3 separate regions of the Mus musculus genome follow, and regions 1 and 2 are each linked to region 3. A link is a contact called in public HiChIP or PLAC-seq and capture Hi-C data. All regions are on one chromosome and are shown on one strand. The core of a region is the stretch at or near the end of the contact, and the rest is flanking DNA. Distances in the headings are between cores, read along the strand shown.

Region 1 (4,942 bases), core at 135-2,634, 99 kb before region 3:
TCTTAGAATTCCAGAAGGTGCCTAGGGGCTCCACTCCCTTCCTCCACTAAGGTTATTCATAGCAATACTTGCCCTTGGTATAGCATCTGACTCAGACACACTGTGTGTGAAACCATCACTCCTCAGCAATCTCTTAGGCAATCTACAGCAGTTGCTTCATATACATACATATCTAGATATCTAGATAGATATCTAGATAGATATCTAGATATCTAGATAGATAGATAGATAGATAGATAGATAGATAGATAGATAGATAGATAGATAGATAGGCAGGACCCAAGGCATCCCTGGAAATTATTCATTGGCTTCGATTAGGGAAGAGAGTTAAACCTAGCAATAAGAGTAGGTTAACCAAGCTCTTTGTTTGTTTGTTTTTTCCAGACAGGGTTTCTCTGTGTATCCCTGGCTGTCCTGGAACTCACTCTGTAGACCAGGCTGGCCTCGAACTCAGAAATCCACCTGCCTCTGTCTCCCGAGTGCTGGTATTAAAGGTGTGCGCCACCACTGCCCAGCAACCAAGCTCTTTTTTTTTTTTTCAGCTTTGTGCATTATGCCTTGAAGAGGGGAAGAAAACAAACTTAAGATGGCATTTCAGAATTCTTTAAAGTCTTCCATTGAAAAAGCAAATTGCCCTGGTAGCTATGGGTCATGCGTAACTTCAACCATAAGTTGAGAACCATTGCTTACAAGCCAGGTATGGTGGCCCATGCCTTTAATCCCATCACTCTTGAGGCAAAAGCAAGAGTTCACTAGTAGAGTTCAAGTACTAGTTTAATGCCTTCCAGGCCACCCAAAGCTATACATACTGAGACCCCAAGGAAGGGGAGAATGGGAGAGCGAGAGGGAGAAGGAGAGCGAGAGTGAGCGAGAGAGAGAGAGAGAGAGAGAGAGAGAGAGAGAGAGAGAGAGAGAGAGAGAACAGGTTGGGGTGTAAGTGTTTTCAGATTCATGAGAGCCACTAGAAGTAGGGCCAACCAATCTGCCCACCCAAACACCACCAGTCTTCCAGGTTTGGTCCTTACTCTTTTATCTCCTCCTAGCTGGAGTTCAAAGCCAGGAATCCCCCTGTCTTGCTGTCTCCCTCAAATATTAGTAGGGAGAGGGCGCGCAGTTCCTCTCCCTAGCTTCTACGAAACGCTTCCAAGGCCTGGCAGGCACAAGTCACTTGGGTAAGACCTGGGACATGTCCTGGGGCCGGCCTTCCTACCTGCTTCTGCTCCTCGTTTAGCCCGTTGATATCATCGTCCACAGGCAATATCGAGTGGGCCCGCCGCGGGACAGCGAGGGGCGACGGTGATGGCCGCAGTCTCCAACTGGAAACTCGCCGTCCCAGCAGCCGGATTGCAGTCGCCATCTCTGCGGTGCACCAGGAGCTTGGACTGGTTTAGCTTACGCTCCACCAATCCTAGTTTCAACACTTTGTCCAATCAGGGAGGGGGTGGGGCTTCAGTAGCCAATCGTTCTCGGAAGCCAGCCGAAGGCCTTGCTGCCCTTGCAACCATGCAAGCCAATCAGCCGAGAGGCGGCAGCCAGCCCTGGCTCCTGTGCTGGCTACCTCCCGTACTTGTTTCCTAAGTGTCTTTCTTGCATACAAGAAAGTATAGTAGTATCTCGTGTTAAGATTTTAATCTTGAACGGCACAAGACTATCTTTGTGGGAAAGCAAGTACTCCAACGCAGATGCCTAATGTGGAGGGATAAACTGTCCAAACAGATCTGGAGGTGTGAAGGTCTGTTAAAGAATCTTTTGTTCTAGAGTCCCCACTGACTGAAAACAGCAAAATTTGCTTTGTTATGTAATAGGTTTTGGTTCCTCCTTAAGCGAAAGAGGTTGCCCAGGATTCTCTGCCCTCGGATTCTGTAAGAACGTTTTCTTATTGGGGTGACAGGGCAGGAAGAGAAGAATGGTGTTTGGGGTTCCCTGAAAAAAATCACTTGAGTGAAGATTCTGCAAACTAATTAGAACTTTGTGATTGTGGGTGTTGGGCTGTTGCAGATTCACAGCCAAAATTATATTTGAGTATCTTTAGTTCCTTTAAGTAGCCGTTTATCTCCAACCCACCTAACTGACCCAGTATTCTTGACCATCAGGTAGGAAATTTTATTTTAAATTAGTTCACTAATCAGAGACAGGATCTCTATGTAGCCCTGGCTGTCCTGGAACTTTTTGACTTTGAACTCAAAAGAGATCTGCCTGCCTCTCTCTTACGAGTGCTTCCACTACAAGTGGATAACACCCACCTGGAATTTATTCATTTAGCAGACTACTAACTTGTACAAACCAAGAACATCTTGTATGTCATCTAAGTATGTCATCAGATAATATCAGAGATTTCCCTGGAGTAACTCACCGACCAGTGTTGGCACAAGGTCTTTGGTAAGTACAGTCTTTGGTTTTGTGGCTAAGAACATATCCTGTAGCTATTCCACACTGGAGTACGTCATTAAGGGCAACCCGAATTTTGCTCATGTCATGGTTATTCGTATTGGCTTAAAATAAACTTAGTGCCTTTGAGGGGAGATCTGTCTTTTGTGTCCAGAAGAAGAAAGACTGACAGGAGCCAGGCTCTTATCTCTTAATCCCCTTTCCACTTCTGTCCAGGAAGGGGGCTTTGAACACATTGCTTGGATCCTTGCTGTGTCTTTTATCACCTGAAAATGAGAACAGTGTTCCCCACTACAATGTCATCATGAGGCATATTCACTGGGCAGGGGGTACAGTGCGATGTAAGGCATCCACTTGAGTACCCAAGGCTTTGGTTCAACCCCAGCAATCAAAATTATAATAAAAATGATTGCATACTTAATTATATGGCATAGCACTCAGAGCCACATGCTCATTTTTAGTTGTCCCTACCACATCTGACTTTTCCTACCTGGTCTCACATTCTAATTTAGCCCCTCCCACAACTGGAAAGAGCTGCATTCTGAGCCCTCCCTAAAGATAGGTCAAAAACCAATCACAGAGCAGCTTCTACACCTATAATCTCAGCCTTTGGAAAACCGAGGCAGGAGGATTGGAGTTCAAAGCCAGCCTGGGCTACAAGAGACCAGTAAAAGCATAAAAATGAAAACACACAAAATCACATTCCTCTTATTTCTACTCTGGTTGAAGTGACTTCTTTAGATATTTTGAGATTGTCCTAGATCTCTTGAGAGACAAGAGAATGGGTGTAATGAAGGGTTTTACAGCTAAGGCTGCTCTGTCTCTCCTCAGCCTCCCCTCTACAGAATGAGGGAACCTTGAGTCTTCGTTACTGACCTCCGTGTGGGATGTGAAGCGTTGCTTTATAGGAAATATGGGCCAGAAGCTCAAAGAGCAATGAAAATACTTGTAATAGAGGAGGCTCTACCACCTCACCCCTATTTTAACAGCTTCTACACCAGTCTGTTGAGAATTTTATTTAAAAATATTGACAATACATTCGAATGCTAAAACAAACAAACAAAAAAACCCGAAAACCTTTAGCATCCCATCTTTTCCTGTTCCTTTTCTCTCTGGAAGTAACATTCGTATTCCTTTCTTTGGGTTATTATTATGGTTTCTGTGAGTGCAGCTCCTGTAGACTGTGTGACACTGTGCACAAGGAAGTTAGAGGGAAGCACTATGGAGTGGACTCTTTCCTGCTGATGAGAACAGAGGTTTTTTTTTTTTTTTTTTTTTTTTTTTTTTTTTTTTTGGTTTTTTCGAGACAGGGTTTCTCTGTGTAGCCCTGGCTGTCCTGGACCTCACTCTGTAGACCAGGCTGGCCTCGAACTCAGAAATCCGCCTGCCTCTGCCTCCCGAGTGCTGGGATTAAAGGCGTGCGCCACCACGCCCGGCACCTTAGGGGCCCCAAACAGCTTCCCAGACATCCTTGGGTCTCCTGCCGGGAATGAGAGAAGGGAGAGCTGGGTTCTTGTCTCCTCTTGACTGAGCACCCTGCCTGGAAGCTGCAGGTGAGGGTAGGGACTAAAGCCTCATGCTCCCTCTGGTGAGCCGCTTTGGGACTGGACCGTCTTACTTTCACAGCATAAATAGCTATTTGCCAATTTCAGCTCATCTCCCAAATGTTTTTAGGGTTCTGTCTTTAGAAGGACATAACCCAGAGCTTTCTGGCCAAGAGGATAAGATTCTGATGTGTTCACATTTTAATTTCAAGGATCAGAGGGTAGAGGGAGGAGAGAAAGCAAGTTAATTAGCAGTCACAGGTAAAACTAAACTACTCACGTTGAAACTTTGAAAGCTACCAGAGCTGATTGATTGGTGGGGCCTCTGCAACCTGCTAACCTATAAACCAGAGCGAATGTAGAAACAAGAGCTCAGCCTGTGAGGCTGAGGAGACAGATGGCTCAGCAATCAGTGCTGGCTGACCTCCCTACAGGACCTGAGTGCCACTCCTAGGACCGAAATGGCAGCTCACAGCTGCCTGTGACTCCTATTCCAGGGGCTCCTAGGCCTCTGGCCTCTGGCATTTTACATCTCTGCACTCATGTGCACATACCAGGCATAGGCACACACACACACATGCCCACAATTATAAATAATAAAAGTTTTTTAAAAAAGAAAGAAAGAAAGAAGGAAAGAAAAGAAAGAAAGAAGGAAAGAGAGAGAGAAAGAAAGAAGAGTTCTGCTTGTGGACTGTACTCTTCCCTGGATCTGCATTTTCCTTCTCTACCCTCTATCCTGTAGCTGAAGTGGGTTACTTTGCTTTTTTTATATAAGGCTTAGAAAAGCATGCTCTTGCCGGGAGTGGTGGCGCACGCCTTTAATCCTAGCACTCGGGAGGCAGAGGCAGGCGGATTTCTGAGTTGGAGGCCAGCCTGGTCTACAGAGTGAGTTCCAGGACAGCCAGGGCTATACAGAGAAACCCTGTTTCGAAAAACCAAAAAAGAAAAGAAAAGAAAAGAAAAGAAAAGAGAAGAGAAGAGAAGAGAAGAGAAGAGAAGAGAAAAGAAAA
Region 2 (4,637 bases), core at 2,099-4,598, 99 kb after region 3:
GTAGACCAAACACCAGGGAGATTTTGTGTTTAAAAACAATAGTACATACTATGTTGTAGTAGCACACACAGACAAACCTCCTTTTCATGGCCCCATTCTCCACTTATTCCTTCCTGGACCCAGAGTCTAAGTTATGATGGAGGTAGAGTGTATTGGGGGTTGAGAAAGAGTCTGGGGCTAATAGTTTCCCAGGTCATGAACACACACACATACACACACGAGGGCTAACCTTGGCTGAGAAGTTTCCATTTCCTATGCTTTGCCCCGCTTTGCTAGCTAGCCCACTTCTAGCAGGAGACTCACAGAAATGAGCTCTTTTCTCAAGCTGCCTCCCTACCAAGGCTGGCTACAAAATGCCTGACAGTAAGGTCTGCAGGCCCAGCACTGCCCAGGTCTGACCACCTGCTCGGCTGCTGGCTGTTCCCACTGACATCTGGATGGCAGCCACTAGGAAAGGCTCTCTGCTCTCAGCCACAGGTCTCCCAGAAGATTCTCTGCCTTCTGCAAGCAAGATAAACTGCATCGGGAGTACCTCTGGGCCATGTGAGTAAGGATACCATCTTCTAGTATCTCAGCCTATTCCTTGACTGGCACTGCCAGTCCTCTGTGCCCAGAATCTCCCACAGAGACAGATAGGGTCAGGGACCAGCCCAAAGGTTTTACTGAACCCCCTTAAGACCCCAGCAGACTTTCCATCTCCTGATGGCCTGGCTTCTACCCTAGGCTTCCTCCTGGCTAAGCTGTCTGCCTCCCTAAGGGACTACTGCTCGCTTGCATATTCACTAGCACCTGCCATTCTGCTCGCAGCTGGGCTCTGGCTTCTGCTCAGTTCTGCAGACCTGGAGGCTCCCTTAAGAGTCACCTTCTGGGAGGAAGCAGAAAGCCCTTCCATGGTCTGGTCGTTTTCCTCATCCCGAAGCCAGGTATAGATGATACTATCGTCTCCTCCTGACTGTGGTCCTTTGTGTCCTCTCTCCCAGGACAGGGAACAGTGTTGGTCATCCTGAGGAAAACTACATAGAGTAGGCTGTACCCCACTGGCCTGCACCTTCCCTGTGTCTGGCAAATCTCAAATGTACCCAGTGTATGTGGGTGGGGGAGGGGTCACCAGAAAGGTTATGCAGTTCCTATGCCCTGCAGGGCTCAGAGTTTCCACCCAAGTCAAATACTTCTTGAAGGGTTCATTTTTGGTGCCAAATCCCTTGGTGCCCTTGTCATGCGAGTTCCCAGGCTTATCACCAGAAAAAAAAAATGTAGGTAAAAATGCCCACAGAGCGGGGCCCTTCTTAACCCAAAGACCAACCCCCAATCCTAACTAGGTGAGCTCCCAAGCCCACCCTGGGAACTCAGTTTTCATCAGAACCAACTTAGGGAAAGACACCCCTGTCTCCCCGGAAGGAATGCAACATTTTCTGACCTTGGCATTCTACACCAGTGGCTACACTGCACTAACCTTGCTCCCTGGGGCATGGACTTGAGTTCCTGGGGCCTGATGAAGCCCACCAGCCCAGAATCCTGAGCAGAAGTGGTAAGCCCAAGCAAGACTAAGGGTAGCACTAGCTTGCCCCCAGGCAGGCCCCTGGCCCTGGCCTCATGCTGACTTTCAGAGTCAGAGTCTGCCAGGTTAAGTTCAGGGAAAGGGCACCAGTGGGGGCTGGAGCCCAGTAGGCAGAGGACGCACCATAAATATTTGCAGAATGACTACATGAGGGGCAGGTGAGAAGGGCTTCTTGGAAGAAGTGCTGGTGGCCCTCGCTTGGTCTGGCAGGAGCAGGAAGCAAAGGCAGGGACTGTAGAAACAAGCCCAGAGCCAGAAACTGGTTTCCACCGAGCTGTTTCAAAATCTACCTGAAGAGGGGGTGGCCAACAGTCAGGTCACCTCAGGGATCCTTAGTCCAAGAGCTCACAGTTTTTGGTTTTTTGGTTTTTTTGTTTGTTTTTTTTTTTTTGTGAACACGGAGTTAGCTTCTCTGGCCTAGGTGAGGAGTGGCCTCAATAAATGGATACCCTGTCCCCAGCTCAAGAATCCAGAACCTGCTGCCACAGTGGAGACCTTACCTTGGCACTCCTTCTGGGCAGCTGGGCCTCACCCTCTCCCACTGTAGGCTGGTGCTTGTCTGGAGCCCAGAAGCTTGGTGCTACCTTTAGGCAAAAAAAAAAAAAGAAAGAAAAAGAAAGACCCCGGTGATTTTCTCTTTCAGCCGCTTTTCCCCAGAAGGTCCCTGATTGGTGTCATCTCATCTCTGTGGGCACAACCTCCCTGCCTGCGGCAGCTTACTCACCAATGTGCCTAAAAGCCTGCCAGTTGTGTGGAGGAGGTAGGGGGCCCACACCCCTCTGCCTGTCACACATAGGGGCATGCCTGAAAGGGGGTTTCAGGGTGGCCCCCAGCCGAGCCCCGGCCTGTAGCCTGCTCATTGGATGTGTCTTTGAGCTCAGCAGGGACACACATAGGAGCTGAACAGCTCTGCCTGGGAGAGTGATAAGATCCTTGTTAGAAAGGTGTTCTCTGGGCACTCAGGGCTGTCAGGAAGACAAGAGATGAACCTGCACACCCATGCCTATTAGTTTAGTTCCTAACACTTGGCCAGGCCTCAGGACCACGTCCTACCTTGGCATCTGGCCACGTCTCTGTCCTGTGGTCCCAGCCAGGGCTTGGGCCTGCCCGAGCAGGCAGCTGTCCTTCTGTCTGCTCAGGCCACGTGTTTGCTGTCCCTTCTCCCCAACATGCACTCAAGACTAGGCTGGCCCAGCATCGATCAGAATCAACCCCTGTCAGGTCCCCATCCCAGCTCTCTGCTGACCAGCGGCTGTCCTCAGATCTGGCTGGGCGCATACGCACTGTGACACACCCTCACCCTCTCACACACGTGGGTCCACACCCAGTACAGAGCCACCTACCTGCACAGGCCTGCCTATGCCAATCCAGTCTTGCTCTCCAAATACCAGTGACCCTGGAAGCCACACGTTTCCTTTTACAGAAAGATCCCCTTGAGAGGTGAGCGCAAAGGCAGCCCAGAAGGACTCCAGTCGGTGTGGACTAGACTCCCCTTCTCTCCCAGAACCTTCAGAGGACACACGGGCAGCCCGAACACCATGTCTGCTATTGTATTCTGCCAGCCGAGGTCTCTCCATGGGCACCTCTGGCTCCCTCCGTGCCTTCCATGTCCTTAGGGGGTAGTGGCAGCTTCCGGGCGAGTTCCATTTTCCTCCAAGCCGAGGTAGGGCGGGGAGAGTTAGAAGGGGCGGGCCTCAGGGACACCTCCAAGTTTTCAGCTCCCCAAATAATCAGATGCAAAGGGGGAAGGAAGAAAAGCCAGGGTGGGTGGGTGACTCAGTGGCGGTGGGCCGGCTTAGTCACCTGGATGGCTGCTTGCTGCTCCCGGCATGTCAGGAACCGAGCAGTGCCCTCCCCCCACCTGCTGTGGTCTGCCGCTGCTGTCAGGAAGAGCTGGCCGTGGAGCCCCCGGTGTGTTCAAGCTGCGGAGCAAGCGACAACCGCTCCCGCCTTCCTCTGGTCAATCGATCAGGGCCCGGCAGCCCCGGCCGCGGCGCACCCCTCCTCCACCGTGCACCCCAGCTCACTTTGGGATTTCTCCATTAGAATCTCAGGCAGCGACCTGCTCCTGTAGGGCGCGAGCAGCTCCAACGTTGCCTGGCAATTTTGATATCGTCGGGGGTTGCCATGGGGAGGAGGGTGATGTCATTGACACAAAAAAACCCACTGAATTTACAAATCAGCTGGGGCTGGAGCTATTTATAAAAAAACACGTTTCTTACTGCTTTCCTTTGCTGAGGGGGAGGAGGGAGAGAAAAGACTGAGGGGTGGGATTCAGAGGAGCCTACTGTAGTTCACCTCACCGTTGTTCCCCAGAAACCAGACCTTCTTGGCTCACAGCCAAGCCTAACCCCCTTCCCATCCGCGCCCCAGGTTTGCAGCTGTGGGTCTCAGCCCTGGCAGGCGTGGCCACACCTGGGCTGCACGTTCTCATCTGGTTTTGTCCTAAAGGGCAAAAAGGGTGAGGATGGAGGGTGGGGTACTCAGCTCTGTGGGTACCATCTTTCTGTTCTCCCCTGCTCCAGCATCGCCCCTCCCACAACTAGAAACAGTTGCATGGGAGGAAAGGAGACTCAGGATGCCCACCTGCTGGTTCCCTGAAGAGCACTCCGTAAGCATGGCCCCTCCCTCACTGTCTTGAGCCTCCTGCCTCCTTCACTGGTCATTTTCTCTCATGTCCATCTGGGAAGTGCCCAAATTCCCGTCTTAGCCAATTGTTTGCCTTTTCCCTTTTCCCAGGCATCATTCCATAATCTCTCTGTGGCTTCCTCTAAACTCTGCTGAAGGCTGACCTCAAACCTATGTGGTAGCTGCCCCATTGTGAACAGTCCAGCCCACACTGCCCACCACGTGTTCCTAGACCCACAAGTACTGCCACGAGAAAGCTAGAAGTCTTCTGATTCTAACTACCCAAGGGGGCACTAAAGTATTCACATCACTTTTGAACATTCATTCTTAAAATGTGGCTAACTCCCTGAGCTCTGAATTTTCAGTCTTGAGCTCACATCTCAGCTCTATTGTTCACTAATTGAGTGACTCTGGCCTGCTGTTTAATCAACTGAACCTCAGTGTCATCATC
Region 3 (4,677 bases), core at 5-2,504:
TGGGACTTCTGGAGGTTTCTGGGATAAGGCTGACCTCAGCAGTATTTGTGAGGCAGGGTGCAGAGAAGGTGGAGGAAGTGTGTGCTTGTACGTGTGTGTGTGTGTGTGTGTGTGTGTGTGTGTGTGTGTGTGTGTGTGTATGTGTGTGTAGACAAAAGCGGAGAGGGAGACAGAGAGAGAGAGAGATCTAGGAGCTCGGGTGCGTCACTGTTGCTGGGAAAGTAGACAAGAGTCTGACTCAGTGGGAACATCCGGCAGGAAGGGAGGAGGGTACACAGTGGCATTTGCAAGCAGGATGGGAACTCAGGAGCTGCAGAGATGGGGGTGTGGGGCCAGGGGCGAGAGCCTGGACAGCAAAGGGCCTTAGCATGGTGGCTAGAGACCGGGGTGGGGGTAGATTATGGTGAGGGGAAATATCTGAGGCCTGGTCAGTCAGGGACATAGGGGATGCCAGAGTTTGTGACACTCATGTCAAGGCCTGGAAGTCAGGACCACATAAGAACTGAAGCTGACCTAGGCACCCCTGGGCAGAGACTGGCCTCGGCTGTGTGAAGATACTTACTTGGGGAAGGAGTCTGTGTCCTTTCTTGGGATCTGAGAGTCTGCAAATGTTATCCTGGGAGTGTCAGGATGAAAGGGCTCTGTGAGAGGATCCCAAGGGAAGAGGGCTGCTAACTGTTCCCAGCTTCTGCTGGGTTAAGGACCCCATAGAAAGGCTCCTTTTAGCATGGTAGGGGTCTGGAGACCCAGAGAGTTAGGCCTCCAGGAGTGGCCATGCTTGGAGTACAGAGAAAAGCACATTCCAGCTCAGAAACCAAATGGGGGAGAGTGGCATTTTGGGTCTGTGGTGGTGTGAGATGGCCTTGGGGAGGAGGTTTCTCACTCTTATCTAACGACTTAAATGCGCTGACTGGACAGCCAGCAGGAAAGCAGAGAAACGCCCCGAGGGAGGGCCGTCAGCCATCGTGTGGAACCTGCATCTCTTGCCTTTTTCTCCTAGTGGGAGGGATGAAGACCCAGCTATCCCATTTGTGGGCACACACAGGCGGGCGGGTCTTACTGGGGCTCAGGATCACAGGTGAAAGTGGGCCCTTCGTGCCTAGATCTCCTGTGCGAGGACACTGAGGCAGGGCAGGGATATGTGCTAGACAAGACCAGCCGGCTGCTGGTGCCCCGGTCCTCGCCCTCTGCGAGTGGAAGGGTGGGGGTGGCGGCTAGGCGTTCCTGGCTGGGAGCCCAGAGCGCTCTTTTGTAATCACAACATGATCTCTTGTGCTGAGCAGCGAAGCAGAAGCCGGCAGGGAGAGGCCGACAGGGCCGGCTCTGGTGGCTCCAGCTTCCCTCCAGCTCTGGCTCCCGGGAGCTGTTTTGAAATTCTCTCAGCGCCTGGTATTTCCATGCATTTGGCCGTGAGTGGCACCTCCTCTTTGGCAGGGGGGCTTCTAGAGGATGGGAGGGAGCTAAGCTACGAAGCAGCCACATTCTGGGGACAGCTGGTGGCAGCTGGGCCTGGGAGAAAGAGAGCCACGAGGAGGCAGGTGGTGGGCCGGGCAAGGCGCTGAGCAAAACATAGACCCCACAGCCAGACAGAGAAGAACCGCAGATCTTGATGCAGAGGCATGGCTCGGCCCAGAGTTGCTCCCAGCTGGGCCTGCTGTTCTCCTGCCCCATCAGTCAGCAGCTCAGACCTGGAGGGCTCGCGGAGCCCGTGGGAGCTGCTCTCTCCTTCGGACTGGGCACAGGCTTAGGGAGTGGGGTCCGGTGCCTGGGAGGCCAGAACCAAGCTAAAGCCTGTCTCTGTGTGTGTGGTTCTAGATTTGGGAGGCAAAGTGTCCCCCCTCGACCTCCTGAATCCCCTGGCAGCTTCCCAGTCACGGCAGGTTCGGCTGCCAGAGCCATTTTTAACTCTCATTCCAGACTGTGCTCACAGCAGAACCCCCTGGGGAGCCAGGGGGAGGGGCAGCCTGCTGCTGGGAGCCGAGGCCCTGGGTATGAAACCCTGACCTGAGCCCTCAGTAGGCAAACTGGCAGACAGGCCTCACTGGGGTGGGGTTTGGCCCTCTGTAGACCATCTTCCTAAGAAACCTCTTTCACCCTGGGTGCTGTAGCTTGGGGCTAAAATCCGTTCCTTGTATTGGGTTCCATGCCTTCTACAGGGGCCCCACAAAGCCGAGTCCACAATGCGCCGGCATGAGGAAAAAGATGCCGAGCTGGACCGTAGGATAGTTGCCTTGCGCAAGAAGAACCAGGCCTTACTACGAAGGTACCAGGTGAGTGTGTTGTGTCGGCTGAGAGGACTCCTGTGGCTGGGGTCCCTGGCTACCTTCAAAAGGCTGTTTACACAGTGGGTTCTCTCTGAGGGCCTTAGCCCATGCCCCCATCAAAGTCTTGGGCACTGGTGATGTGGTGCCTCTGCCCCCTGGTGTCCCATTGGTGTTTTTCTGTGTAGGCCTGTCAGTGTCTGTGTGTCTGTGAGCCTGGGGGGCCATGGCCTTGCTGACTTCAGGCCCTCCCACAGGAGATCGAGGAAGATCGTCGGCAGGCGGAGCAGGGGGGCATGGCTGTGACCACTCCAGGGCTCCTCCAACCCGACAGCCTCACGGTCACCATCAGCCAGGTTCCCGGTGTAAGTCTCACCTTGGAGACAGGCAGGGTTGAGGCCTGGACCATGCCTGGGGTGTTAACACTATCCCATTTCTCCTAATTGCCTTTCTGGGTGTCTCCCAGCAACAACAGACCTCCCAAGCTATTGCCATCTTCTCCAAAGGGCCACAGATGAAAGGCTACCAAACAGAAACCTTTGAACAGACTTTCCCAGTCCTACAGCTCTGCATGTAAACCCTATGTGCAGAGCACAGCCTTCTCCTTACCCCAGACCCTGAGGCCGAAACCCTGCAGGAAGCAGAGGAGGGAGAAGTCTGGGCTGTAAGCAAAAGAATCAGTGTCTTAGAGATAAGGCCATATTGTCTGCATACTCTGGATTTTTTTTTTTTTTTTTGATTCAGAGATGACAAGCCCTTGTGGCATCTTGGATCCCTCTGTTGGCTCTGAGCTCTGAATAACTAATGCCATTGGCATGTGAACTCCTGAAGGGCCAAGCTTTGCCACGGGCATTCCAGGGAGGCCTAGGGCTGGAACCCAAACCTAGGGAACCCCTCCCCCCAGCACCCAGCACCCAGGTTCTGCTCAGGATGACCCATGTGGCCTGAGGACACAGGCATCTCGCTCTGCAGGAGAAGAGGGTGGTCAGCAGAAACTGGGCCAGGGCGCCCCTTTCACCTGGAGTGACTACCACACTGACAGATGATGAAGATGCTGCAGACGCACCGGGTACTTTCAGCATGGGGCACCGGGTGGAACTTGCTGTCACCATGGAAAACAAAGCCAAGGTGAGCAGTTGAGACTTCCAGACCTCAGGTCTCCCTCCCTTGGCTCAGCCATGATGCCCATCTATACCTTCTCCAGGCCAAAAGGATAGTAAGTGAGAAACCCACGACCCAAGCGCGGAGCCCAAGGGCAAAGGGGACATCTGGAGGAGGCCGGAGCTGGCGTGCACCCTTGCAGATGACTTCCAGCTCAGATTCAGCAGGGAAGGTACATCTTCAAGCAGGGGTAGGGACACAATCCCTATTTGGAGAAGGCAGAGAAACTAAGTAAGGTATGTCCCTTGCCTGGGCAAACCTGGCCTAGGCACCACCTGTGAGAATTCTTACCTTCTTCCCCTTCTCTGGCCAATATCCGCTTTGGGTGTGCCTTGCAGTAAGAAATAATTAAGCCAGATATATTATCCAGCCATAATATGATCGATGACTCGACTCTAAGGTGTCAGAGGGATGTGTAGGTGACTGGCTATGTGCCAGCTGTGACCTCTAGGTGGCAGCAGCCCCTTGTAATTGTTCTTGATTTTGCTCACCGCCTATGGGTGCCCCTCCTATCTAGGGCCGGTCTGGTCTATCCACACCAACAACTCTAAGAAAAGGGACGCCTCCTTTCACAGATAAGGACATAATACTCAGAGAGGTTAAATTACCTGTCTCAAACTGGAAGTGAACACGTGGATGCGTGCAAAAGGTCCACAGCAAGCACAGCATGCTGGAGACGAGACAGACCTAATTATGTACTGGGAAGTAGAGACCGTGAGAGAGGAGCTCCATTCAAATCTTCTCTCTACTTCTCCCCCATGATATTAAGTGTCTTCCCCTTGCAGGGTGTTCTGGAGCCCCGGAGTCCAGGCGTGGTCTCAAGTCCACCTCCCCAACAGTCCTTGGGGCTGTCCCCTGAGGCCAGCTGGGACTACACGCAGTGGAAACAAGAGAGAGAGCAGATTGACCTGGCCCGCCTTGCCCGGCACAGAAACCCACAGGGTGACTGGAGCCGCCCGTGGGACCTGGACAAAGCCAAGTCCATGTGGGTGGCATGGCTGAGCAGCTTGCTGTGACTGTGGGACTTGGGTAGGGCTAACTATGGGTGCCTCTTGGAGGGAAAAGACTTTTCGTCAGACCCTGGTCCCAGGGTTTTGTGCTCTGCCTCTTTCTTGGGACCACAACTCTGTGCTGCCCTGAGCTATGGGGTTAGAGGAGACAGTGTCTGGGTGGAGTCTGATGCAGCCTCTACCCACATTGCCACGAGTGACGTAATGCCCTTCTCTGTCTACACAGGCCACAGAACTGCCACAAG

What was found. HiChIP or PLAC-seq counts read pairs in DNA pulled down with a chosen protein or histone mark. Capture Hi-C pulls out chosen DNA fragments and counts their contacts.
Region 1: a capture Hi-C map of macrophages shows a contact between it and region 3, with 5 times the contacts expected there. The contact joins the promoter of Ivd here to the promoter of Ccdc9b in region 3. A contact is called at or near these places in 26 of 39 promoter capture datasets (the 3T3-L1 cell line, 3T3-L1-derived adipocytes, the C10 cell line and 20 more), 41 of 484 Hi-C or Micro-C datasets (B cells, the C10 cell line, the C2C12 cell line and 30 more), 27 of 115 datasets of contacts at active chromatin or transcription factors (the 230-238 cell line, the SCID.adh cell line, SST interneurons and 21 more) and 4 of 9 other capture datasets (adipose tissue, liver, macrophages and 1 more).
Region 2: a contact with region 3 is called in an HNF4G HiChIP or PLAC-seq map of pancreatic cancer cells. The contact joins the promoter of Pak6 here to the promoter of Ccdc9b in region 3. A contact is called at or near these places in 19 of 39 promoter capture datasets (the 3T3-L1 cell line, 3T3-L1-derived adipocytes, the C10 cell line and 13 more), 1 of 15 datasets of contacts at CTCF or cohesin (large pre-B cells), 6 of 484 Hi-C or Micro-C datasets (the G1E-ER4 cell line, the N1E-115 cell line, cerebral cortex and 2 more), 11 of 115 datasets of contacts at active chromatin or transcription factors (acute myeloid leukemia, embryonic basal ganglia, embryonic forebrain and 4 more) and 4 of 9 other capture datasets (adipose tissue, embryonic stem cells, liver and 1 more).

The regions. Positions count from the first base shown.
Region 1 is chr2:118,858,436-118,863,377 of GRCm38.p6, reverse strand. Ivd (isovaleryl coenzyme A dehydrogenase) reads right to left here and starts at 1,384. Exons shown (of 12, transcript NM_019826.4): 1 at 1,211-1,384. The coding sequence starts at 1,357. It overlaps Gm39913 (a long non-coding RNA gene), which reads left to right and starts at 1,524. Exons shown (of 2, transcript XR_866660.2): 1 at 1,524-2,379.
Region 2 is chr2:118,662,288-118,666,924 of GRCm38.p6, reverse strand. Pak6 (p21 (RAC1) activated kinase 6) reads right to left here and starts at 3,348. Exons shown (of 11, transcript NM_001033254.3): 1 at 2,902-3,348; 2 at 2,059-2,142.
Region 3 is chr2:118,759,238-118,763,914 of GRCm38.p6, reverse strand. Ccdc9b (coiled-coil domain containing 9B) reads left to right here and starts at 1,254. Exons shown (of 11, transcript NM_001001982.2): 1 at 1,254-1,409; 2 at 2,157-2,270; 3 at 2,519-2,626; 4 at 3,234-3,389; 5 at 3,466-3,594; 6 at 4,208-4,407; 7 at 4,659-4,677. The coding sequence starts at 1,263.